Linked DNA regions of Sus scrofa: regions 1 and 3 are each linked to region 2. The links are chromatin contacts, called in public Hi-C and HiChIP or PLAC-seq maps. All regions are on one chromosome and are shown on one strand. The core of a region is the stretch at or near the end of the contact, and the rest is flanking DNA. Distances in the headings are between cores, read along the strand shown.

Region 1 (3,348 bases), core at 278-2,777, 120 kb before region 2:
AGGTCAGGCAGCTATATTTAACCCCAGCTTAGGGTGGAGTGGGGATCTGGTTTCTGGAAGAGGGGATGGGGAGAAGGGCAGGATTCCCGAGGCTCACGGACATCTAATCCTCCTGGTGACCTTTACAGCTTGGCCTTTAGGGTGGGGTCAACCCTAGGCATGGATGGAAGGAAGCAGCTTCAAGGAGCACTGATGCAGAGACAGGGGCTGCGGCTCCGCCGGCTCCGGGAGCCATTTTGTGGAAAATTTCTAAGTACCCATGACTCAGCTCCCCCGGCATGGCACCAAGCCAACGCTACCACACCTCTCCGGAGAAAGAGAAGGGAAACAACCCGGAAACAACCCAAGACCACCCCCATAAAGCCCCGTTTTTGATTCATCAGAGAACCATCCAGAAAAAGCATCCCCTCATCCCCGGGGGGGGGAATCTGGCTGGGGCTTGAAGGGATGCTCTAGGGTTAGTTTGCTAAGAGCTGAGGTCCAGCTGACTAAGAAGGGGAAAGCGTGGCCGGACCTGGGTTACCGGATAAAGGAGACTCCACCCCACGAGGCAGGGGTAGAAGGCTTAGTCATGGGCAAGTAAGGAGAAAGATTGAAGGACTCAGGAAGATTTCCTAACGGCGGTTCATTCATTTCCTTCCTAGTTGCAACATGGCGGCTAGGTTACCGCAGATGCCCCCTCCCAGCTGGTTCTGCACAGCAGCTGTGCCTCCTGCATCCCGGGGCTGCCCGGCTGGGGGCACTGGTTGCGGCTGGGGGGATGGGCTCCTCCCCTTCACGTGACCCCGCAGGGCGCGAAAGGAAAGAAAGAGCCCCAGCTGGGGGATTAGGGGATGGGGCCAAAGCAAGAATTGGAGACTCCAGGGCTGTGTATCTGCGGCAGGTGAAGAGGAAGGCTCCGCAGAGGCGGAGTTACAGAACGCGCAACAGCCAGGGATGGGGGACACGAGGCCTTGCGAGGGCCTCCTCCAGGTCCGAGCGCTGACCTTGAGTTCTCCTTGGGGGTGGGGTACGACCACCCCATCCAAGTCCCCCACATGCTTGCACAGACCCGGTAGGGCGAGACCTGCGGACGCAATTTGGTGGGGGCTGCAGTACTTACTGCCCCACCCTGCCCCACCCCCTAACTCACCCGTTCACTCCGACCTTCACCATCGTGTCTCAGGGACGCGGCTGCCGGCAGAGGAAAGAGAACATTAGATCGCGGGGCAAAGCGGCTGGAGCCCGACGGTGCCCTCCCCGCCCCTCCCCCAGGCCTCCATCCTCGCTCTGCTCTTCTGCACGTCCTTCCTCCCCCTCAACCCGCAATGCAGGGGCCCGGCCCGGCGCAGCCACAACTCCGGCTCCAGCCGGGGCCCCGCACCCACACTCCCAGACCGCGCACGGCCCCCGGTCCCTTTCGGACCAGTCCTCGAACCCTTGTGGCTCCACTCCGCCAGGCTTTACCTGGCAATGCACGGAACACACGGCTGTCTGTCGAACGGGGAGGAGCAGAGAGCGCAGGGGAAGGCTGCAGCCGGAATTTATAGGGCAGGGGGCGGGGCGGGGGCGGGGTGACGTGGGCTCGCCTCGCCCAGTCCTAGCTCCAGCAGCGGAGGCCTGAGCTACGTGCGCCCGTAAAGTCGCGAGTAGCCGACCCCCACTTCTTCTTTTTTTTTCCTTTGGACCCGCCTGGTTCTGCCAATGTGCACGCGCCACACAAGTGGGCTGAGGACGGAGAGGGGGAGGGGACCGGTGATGCTGCCTGGCCCGGTTGGGGTTGTACTGCAGGGGGCAGTGGACTAGGAGGAGGGGGCCCTGGCGAAAACTGAGGACACCCAAGGAGCCAGGGACGTTAAAGTTGCTGCAGGGATGTAACGGGAGGATATGGGGAGCCAGTGGGATGGGAAATTGGAGCGGAACCCGGGGTTGGGGGCGCGGCTCGCAGCTCGCGGCTGCAGTCTCCCCTACCCCCCCCCCTTCAAAAGCTGAGAAGCGGGAAGATTGAGGAACTTCTCGAGGCTCTTCGGTAGTGACCCAGGAACTACAGAGGAAAAGGCCCGGGAGGGGCCTCCAGCAAGGCCCTCTCCAGCCCCCTTCCCCTTTCCCCCCTCCCCTTCTCTTGGCTCCTGGCCTCCCCGGGCTGGGGACCGCGGCTGGCCCTGGCCAGTGGGAGGCCTGGAGAGGAAGGAGGCTCGGAAGGAGGCCTGAGAGGGAAGTTTCTGCACTGAAGGTCACGATGCCCTGCAGGACAGGCAGCCTGGACATCTGAGAATCGAGCAGACAAACCAGGACCTGTGTGCACCAGCTGCTCTCCCCCAGGCCCTGGCTGGCTGGGGCCTCAGCGAGGGGACAGGATCGCTTTGGGGGGCTGGCCAGGTAGAGGCTCAGAGGTCTCCCACAAAGTTGCTCCTGGGAAATTTGAGGGCTGAGCGGCCCGGGCTGGGAGACAATGTCCCTTTCACCCCATCCAGCCCTGGGCAGAGCAGGACGTGAGAGCGGAAGTCCCTCCCCATCCTGGGACGTGCAGGCCAGCCCTGCAGTCAGGGCCTCCCTTTCACTGGCTGCGCCCAGGGGATGTTGGGGGCAGGGTGAGGTGTCCATAAGAGGGAAAAGATTGGGAGGTCTTGGACACAGGGTGGGGACAAGGGCCCCTAGCCCCTTCCCAGACGTGATGTGGAGGAGGAAATCCATTCTTCTCCAAGACCAGTCCCTCAGAAGCTGGGGCTGGGCCAGGTTTGTGAGCAGAGGATGAAAGATGGGTTGGTTCTGAGGACTTGAAGTGTTGAAGGTTCAGGGAAGGTGGGGGGAGGGTGGAATGGACGTTGCCCATTAGCAGGTGCTGGTGGAAGGAATTGGGGCCTCTTTGCTGGCCCAGCGTAACCTGAGACCAGCCCCCTTTTCCAGCTGAAAAGCCTGTGGCTAAGTTTAGCCCGCAGGATGATAACCTTTGCTTAAAAGGCAGAGAGCACGCTGCCCCGCACCCCGACTCAAGCCTGTCCTGTCCCTTCCCTTTCTGGGACTGCCCTCCTTCCTTGGGGCCCCAGATCCAAGGCTGGCTGTTGCTGGCAGCCATGTGCACAGTCGGTGCCCAGGCTTTTCAAGAGCGGCAAGAGCAGGGACTGAGGGCACTTAACGGTGAGGGAGGCGGGATGCTGGGCACTGAGGAATCTGCTGGGGAAGTGGAGCACCAGGATCATATACTCTCCCTGGCAAGGGCCTTAGGAGCCCCTCCACCCTCCTCTGCTCCCCGAAGCATGTTCCCCTTTGCTGCATGCTTGTCATTGTTCATTACTGTCCTTTGCTGAAAAAAGAGGGAGCTCAGTGCCCAGGGAGCATGACTGACGCAGTCTGCTGTTGTCATGACAG
Region 2 (3,383 bases), core at 17-2,516:
TCCTGAGTGGTAGGGCTGCTAGGAGAATCTTTTGTTCTAGGTTTGGTCTTTGACTCTGGTTCCTGACAGGGCTCTGAAAACCTGGGATTTCTTAGGTGATAAGAGGGTCATTTGTTTTAAAGAGGAGACTCTGGGTGGGCTCGGATGACTTCAGGATGGGAACTGGTCACCAGAAAGACTGAGCCATGATTAGAAGCTTGGAACTTTCAGCCTTACCCACCCATCCTCCAGGAAGTGGAGAGGGGCTGGAGATTGAGGTAATAATTGATCATGCTTACATGAGGAGGCCTCCATAAAAATCCCTAAGCTATGGGGTTCGGCAAACTTCCAGGCTGGTGAACATGTCTGCAAGCTGGGGGAGGGGAGTTGCTCCCCAGGCTCCCTGGGGACAGCAAGCAGCTCCTGTTATCTGGACTCTTCCAGATCTTGTTCTATGTATCTTTTTTTTGTTTGTTTTTCTTTTAGGGCTGCACCTGTGGCACATGGAAGTTCCCAGGCCAGGGATCGAAGTGGAGCTGCAGCTGCCAATCTACACCACAGCCACGGCAATACCAGATCCAAGCTACGTCTGTGACCTACACCACAGCTTGAGGCAATGCCAGATCCTTAACCCACTGAGCGAGGTCAGGGATTGAACCCGCATCCTTATGGATACTAGCAAGGTTCTTAACCCACTGATCCACAATGGGAACTCCTCTATGTACCTCTTTATCTGGCTGCTCATTTGTATCCTTCATAATATCTTTTATAATAAGTGTATAGTAGCAAACAAAGTGTTTCCCTGAGTTCTGTAAGTTATTATAGTGAATTATTCAAACTGAGGAGGGTGTTTTGGGAACACTGATTTGTAGCCATGTTGGACAGAAGTGTGGGTAACCTGGGTACTTGGTGTCAAAACTGAATAAAATTGTAGCACACCCACTAGGTGTCTGCAGAGAACAGGAGGATTTCTTGCTGTGGAAAACCCACACAATTGGTCTCACAAGCGTTATGAATAGAAACAGATACTATTAATTGCTTCAGAGAAGTGGGATTTGCTAAAGCAGCCCTGGCTCACGGAAGCTTGTGGTCTGGGAAAGAGAAAGTATGAAAGGACGGGGGATGAGGAACCTTGATCCCTGATGGCTATCTAGTCACGCACGGGCATGGCCTGAAACTGCAGCTGTGCTATCATCAGTGACCAGTGGGTTTTAGAAGTGGCGGCGGACTCCATGCCCGAGGAGGTAGCTTATTGGGTATATAAGAAAATGCAAAATAATGAGGCATGCTAAATACATAGTCCCTTGGTTATTTTTGTCTGAAATAGCGAAAGTGAAAGTAAAAGAGCCTGCTTGGCCCTTGATGCTGGTTGAAGCTGACTGAGATCAGTCTGAGCTTTGGCTGCCAGCCTCAAAGTTGCTCCCAAAGGGAAAAGTTACGCCAGGACAACAGAGAGCACTGTCAGGCCTCTGTTTACCGAGAGGGTAGTCAACATGGGTGGAGGACAAAACCAAGAAGCTACTGAAACCAGGGTGAAGGAATCGCCTCATTTCGTAGACTGGTATCGTCAGCTTCCTGAAGAACTTTACTGAGATGGATTGCGAAAATATTAATTTGGGGTCTGTGTCTTTGGTTTTGAGGCTGCAGAGTGGAGGAGTGTGTTTGGGTTGAACCAGGACCACTACCGAAGAATCACAGACGGCTGGATGAAAGCCACTGTAGAGTATGTTTATCCTGAGAAGAGGGGCTACCCAACTCCCCCTATAAATGCCAAGTGGACCACCCCAGATGAAGCAGCCTCTGTGCTTCATACACAAGGCCTGCGGGACAGGCTCTAGGAAGACCTGGATATTCACCTGCTGAACATGCCCATTACCCAAGTCATAGGAAATGCTGTGATTAAATGGATATGGACACCTCATGTAACCCTATTGCTGCAAATCTGCACAATAGTCCCAGAGGTCCCAGGTTCTCTGTCTCACCTTCCTTGGTGGTTCTTACTGATAGTAATAAACAAGAAAATGGGATGAGACAGAGGGGAGCAGCGGGGGCAGTCCCAGCAGGAGAGAAATCTTTAGATGTTTATCGAGAAATGAGGTGAATGGCAGACTTTTGATGCTGTTGAAACATAGCTGTTGATAAACTCTGTTGAAGGTTGGGTGGACAAATGGGATCCCCTGTTGGTCCCCCAACATTAAAAGGCCCTAAATTAGTTTGTTCCGTTTACTCCATTTTGTAGGAGTTTTGAAAGGTGGAAAGCAAGATTATGATAACTGTGTGGGGCAATGGTTAGCTTAGTCAAAGTCAAGATTGATGGACAGATGAGAGTCTTCTTGGCCCCACTTCCAACTGGGGACAAAAGACTATATGCCCATGAGTGGATAAAGTGATTAAGGGAGAAGGGAAGAGACTTTTCTGGGACTCCTTGACAGGAGAGCCCAATGCACTGACATTTCAAACCTGTTGGTGAAGTCGTAACAGGGCTAGGATTGGATTAGGAGGATATGCAGATGAAATGGTTGATGGAATTAAGGTGGAAGTTTGGATGAAAATTGATGTTAATGATAGTTCCAAGATGAATGGGAGTATTCTGTTTGGAAGGCCACATTAAGACTGTGGGATGGAAAGACCGATTGAAGAAGATCATCTCTTACTGGGCTGAAGTGCATGCTGTTTTCTATCGGTGATGAAAGAATTGTATGTACAATAGTAAAAAGCCCCTATGTTTGGCTTCTTAGAGACTCATGGGCAGAAGCCAATGGCTTGGCCATATGGTCAAGGTAAATGGGCAGTGGAAGATTGGACCAATAAGGGGATGCCTGTATGGGGCACAGCCATGTGGAACTCACTCTGGGAATTTAAGGGGCTCATTAAAGTAGGACATGCCGTTACTCATCCAAAGAACTTCCTTCCAGATTCACAAGGTGAATGGAACTGCCGAGCAGACCTTGTGATGCACTCCCTTGAGGTGACCACCTAAGTCCATGAGATGAGTGGCCTTGTAGGTGCTGCAGCAATGCAAAGGTGGGCTGAATCCAGACAGAGTCCTCTTGTACTCTCTGAGTACAGAATGCCCACAGGGAGTTCTCTCCATCAGCAAGTGAGACAGACTGCAGAACCCCAGAGATGGCTCTGGGGAAGATTCCTCAGGGAAGCCCCTGCACAGAGCGGGCAAGTGGACTGCACTGACCTATTGCTTGTAGCCATGGGGGGCTATAAATGGGTCCTAACAGGAATCTACACTCTAGATTAGACTTTGCATCCTTGGTGGTAGACATAAACGTTCAAAATGCTATTAAAGGATTGGTACAGGGAATAATGTACCCATTTGGGAACAATAAGTTACATAACTTCAGACCAAGGGACATACTTTACAGCCCATTGTGTCCAAGAGTGGGCAAAGA
Region 3 (3,292 bases), core at 90-2,589, 70 kb after region 2:
ATTTCATTAAGCCTCATGACATCACCTTCCCTGACAGTGACAGGCACTGTCACTGTCATTTAATAACTGAGGTCTCTGAGTTCCCTTCATGGCACAGTGGTTAACGAATCCGACTAGGAACCATGAGGTTTCGGGTTCGATCCCTGGCCTCGATCAGTAGAAATCAGTGGATTAAGGAGCCAGCGTTGCTGTGAGCTGTGGTGTAGGTCGCAGATGCACCTCGGATCCCGAGTTGCTGTGGCTCTGGCGTAGGTTGGTGGCTACAGCTCTCATTCGACCCCTAGCCTGGGAACCTCCATATGCCTTGGGTGAGGCCCTAGAAAGACAAAAAGAAAAAAAATAAAAATTAAAATTAAAAAAATTAAAAAGTAATAACTGAGGTTTCTGGGAAAGCAGAGCCAGGGTCAGCAGCTGGGGGCCCAGCCCCAGCAGAGCAGGGACTGGACTGAGAACTGTGGGTGGAGGAGGGGGTCAGGGCCCGGGTCAGGGCTAGAATTACTCTGAGGTTCTGGTTGGAGGGGAAAATTCCCAAGAAGGCGAGAGATTAGGGTGTCAGTAGAGAACTTTGGGGAAAAGGGGAGAGACTCGAAGGAGCACTTAGGACTGGTCCAGCATCAGATGCTTAATAAACCTGTCTGGTCTCAATAAACTCTTAAAACTCTTAAAAAACTCTTAAATAAAAAACTCTTAAATAAACTCTTAAAAAAGAGAGGGTCTCCCCGTTTTGCAAATTGGAACACTGGCTCTGAGAGTTAGAAATCACACAGCTAAAAAAACAAAAGCGTTCTGTGCTGAAACCCAGTAAATCTGACTCCAAAGCCCTGGGCTCTCCTCTAGCTGTGTCCCTGGGAAGGCCCGGCGATGGGGATGAGGAGGGAGGGGGCTGGCCCGCCTCTGTGTTTGGTTGGGAGCGGTCAGCACGTGGCAGCTGAGCCAGCACGGGCTCTCTGACTGGCCACAAAGGGTTAAGGAGCCTCAGCCCCCTCCTCCCGCCTCCTCCCGCCTCCACCCCCGGCTCTTCCTGTCCTGAAGTTACAACACCCCCTCTGCGCTCTCCCTTCCCCTCCCACCTCCTCTCTCCTCCTCTCGGCTTGACTTTTCTGAGTTCTCCGAACTCTGGCTCCAAAACTGGCCTTCCGGGTTTGAGGTTCCCCGGGACCAGGCCGTGATTCTCTGCCCCAGGCTCAACCCTCAGCTCCCTCGCCCAACCCTCCGGCTCCACTTGGGACCTCCGGACCCTGCTCCTCCTGGGACGGTATCGACTGTCGCCTCGGTCCGCCGTCACTGTCGCCACTGCCTGAGCCCTGATGGGGGAGTGAGAGGACACAGCTGGCCGGACATGGGCCTCCCCACCGTCCCTGGCCTGCTGCTGCCACTGGTGAGACTGGGACGGAGGGCCGAGGGGGCTGGCGGGTGAGGAGGCCGCCTGCGGCAGGAGAGAGCCAGGCCCCAGCCTCAGGCCTGCGCGGCCTGATCTCAAACACTGCCCCATTCATCCGCCGCGCCTGTCGGGGACCAGGGGAGACGTTTGAAAGGCAGGGAGGGAAAGGGAGCCCGGGCGGGCAGGGACAGCCAAAGACGACTGTAGGGGCTGGGGGTGCCCGGGGTGTGGGGGAGGGTGACCCTCCTGGTCGCGGGTGGGGCACTTTGTTAGGAAATGGGAAGGAGTGGGAGAAAGAGTCCTTTCCGAGTCCCAGTGGCTCAGGATCCTGTCCTTTGGGCCAGTGTGATGGGCCGGAGAGGTGAGGCCACCGAGGGGTGCCAGGACACTGCTGGACGGCAGGGGCCGGATCTAGTGAGGTGGGGAAACTGAGTCCGGGAGAGGCCAGGGCTGAGGGCTGGCTTGGGAGGCTGTGTGTTGGGAGCGTTTGGGAGGGAAGGGGGTACGGGGATCGGGGCCACGACCCAGTGGCCTCCCCAGGCCCAGGCCTCCCACCTGGGGGGCCTTCTTCACCTGGGGCTGTCGGCTGGGTCTGTCGGATTGACCCTCGTCTGTGGCCTCGGAGCCCTTGGGCCTGCCCCCGGCCCCCTCCCACAGACCCAAACAGCCCTTTGCTGGCTTTCTTCTTCTATGGCTCAGTTTGGGGAAGTTGGTAGACAGTTGTTTTCGTCACTGAAAAATGTCCCTTTTCTGTTGCCTGAGGCTTGTTTCAGTGTATTCCTGATCCCTCCACCCCCTGGAGTCACCCTGGGCCGAGACCCCAGCCCCTGGCCCCCACCTGGTTGGGTGGGTTAGGCTGGCCTCAAGCTTCAGGCTCCCTGCCCTTCCGGGGGGCTCCAGGGCCACGCCCCACCGCGATCCCCCCTCCTCTCCCTGACCTCTCTCCCCAAACCCCTGCCCCTCCCCAAGGGTCTTACACTGTCTTCCCATCATTCCCTCCCCTTCTGTCAAGTCTTCCGGAAGACTTCTCCGAGTGAGTCTCCTTTTGGAATCTTTTCTCTCCCGCTCTCCCTCTCCCTCTTCTAGTCCATGTTTCTAGATCCTAATTCCCCCGCGGCACCTCCCTCCCTCGTCTTCTCCCTCTTGAATCTCCCACATTCTGTCTCCCCAGGCCCATCTTTCCCTTCCCTCAAGGCTCCTCTCTGCCCTCATCCAGCGGCCCTGCCTTCTCCTCTTCACCCTTGGGGATAAATCACCTGATCGAGTCCTGGCTCCCTCAGGTACCAGCTGCCTGGACTTGAGCAGCTTACGTAACCCTGCCTCGTTTCTTTATCTCAAGATGGGCCTAAGAGTCATTCCCTAATAATGTTGTTTTAAAGATGCTAGATGGATAGGTTTTAAGTATTCCATTTATTCATGCCTGCGCTGGGCTAGACTCTGTTTTAGATGCCGGGATTACAGCAGGGAACAAAATCTCTGTCTTTGTGCAGCCTACATTCCAGTGGAGGAACCAGGGTATAGCAAACAGAAAGCAGTCGGTAATGGCGGTAATTACTCAGTGGCTACTGCATTTGGAAAACAGAGGTACAGGGAGCCCGAGCAGATAAAGGAATGTGCCTGGGACTGGGGCCAATCCAGCCCAGGTCAGGTGTGACGCTAGGGGACCAAGGTCAGCCTGGAGCTGGAGGGGAAGCAGGCGGTGTGGAAGTCCTGATAAGAGTGTCCACGGGCTTTCCAGCTGCCCGCCATTCAATGGGCAGCACAGGGAAGGCTGTGTGTGTGTGTCTGTATGTGTCTATGTGTGTGTGTGTCGTGGTGGAGTGGGGAGAGGGTGGGATGAATTCAAGAGACACCGTGACAGAACACACAAGATCTTGCTGGTCTCAAAGAGCTTATAGTCTTGGAGCCACG

Evidence for each region. Hi-C and Micro-C count contacts between places; a contact is called where the count stands out from the background. HiChIP or PLAC-seq counts read pairs in DNA pulled down with a chosen protein or histone mark.
Region 1: a contact with region 2 is called in a Hi-C map of liver, with 5 times the contacts expected there. The contact joins the promoter of GAPDH here to the enhancer-like site in region 2. A contact is called at or near these places in 6 of 47 Hi-C or Micro-C datasets (alveolar macrophages, blood, embryonic fibroblasts and 1 more) and 1 of 2 datasets of contacts at active chromatin or transcription factors (alveolar macrophages).
Region 3: an H3K27ac HiChIP or PLAC-seq map of alveolar macrophages shows a contact between it and region 2. The contact joins the promoter of TNFRSF1A here to the enhancer-like site in region 2. A contact is called at or near these places in 2 of 5 promoter capture datasets (fetal liver and liver), 14 of 47 Hi-C or Micro-C datasets (adipose tissue, blood, embryonic fibroblasts and 8 more) and 2 of 2 datasets of contacts at active chromatin or transcription factors (alveolar macrophages and skeletal muscle).

The regions. Positions count from the first base shown.
Region 1 is chr5:64,132,493-64,135,840 of Sscrofa11.1, forward strand. It overlaps GAPDH (glyceraldehyde-3-phosphate dehydrogenase), which reads right to left and starts at 1,528. Exons shown (of 12, transcript NM_001206359.1): 1 at 1,447-1,528; 2 at 1,133-1,173. The coding sequence starts at 1,155. LOC110260753 (a long non-coding RNA gene) reads left to right here and starts at 2,389. Exons shown (of 3, transcript XR_002344125.1): 1 at 2,389-2,715.
Region 2 is chr5:64,248,450-64,251,832 of Sscrofa11.1, forward strand. No RefSeq gene overlaps it. Among named protein-coding and RNA genes, the nearest start is that of LTBR, 28 kb to the right of the region's middle. Within about 2 kb of position 1,267, at least 44 of the 83 cell types and tissues checked have an H3K27ac peak or open chromatin away from gene starts, as enhancers often do. A contact at or near this core is called in adipose tissue, alveolar macrophages, fetal liver and 5 more, where this site is marked.
Region 3 is chr5:64,318,010-64,321,301 of Sscrofa11.1, forward strand. It overlaps TNFRSF1A (TNF receptor superfamily member 1A), which reads left to right and starts at 1,340. Exons shown (of 10, transcript NM_213969.1): 1 at 1,340-1,378. The coding sequence starts at 1,340.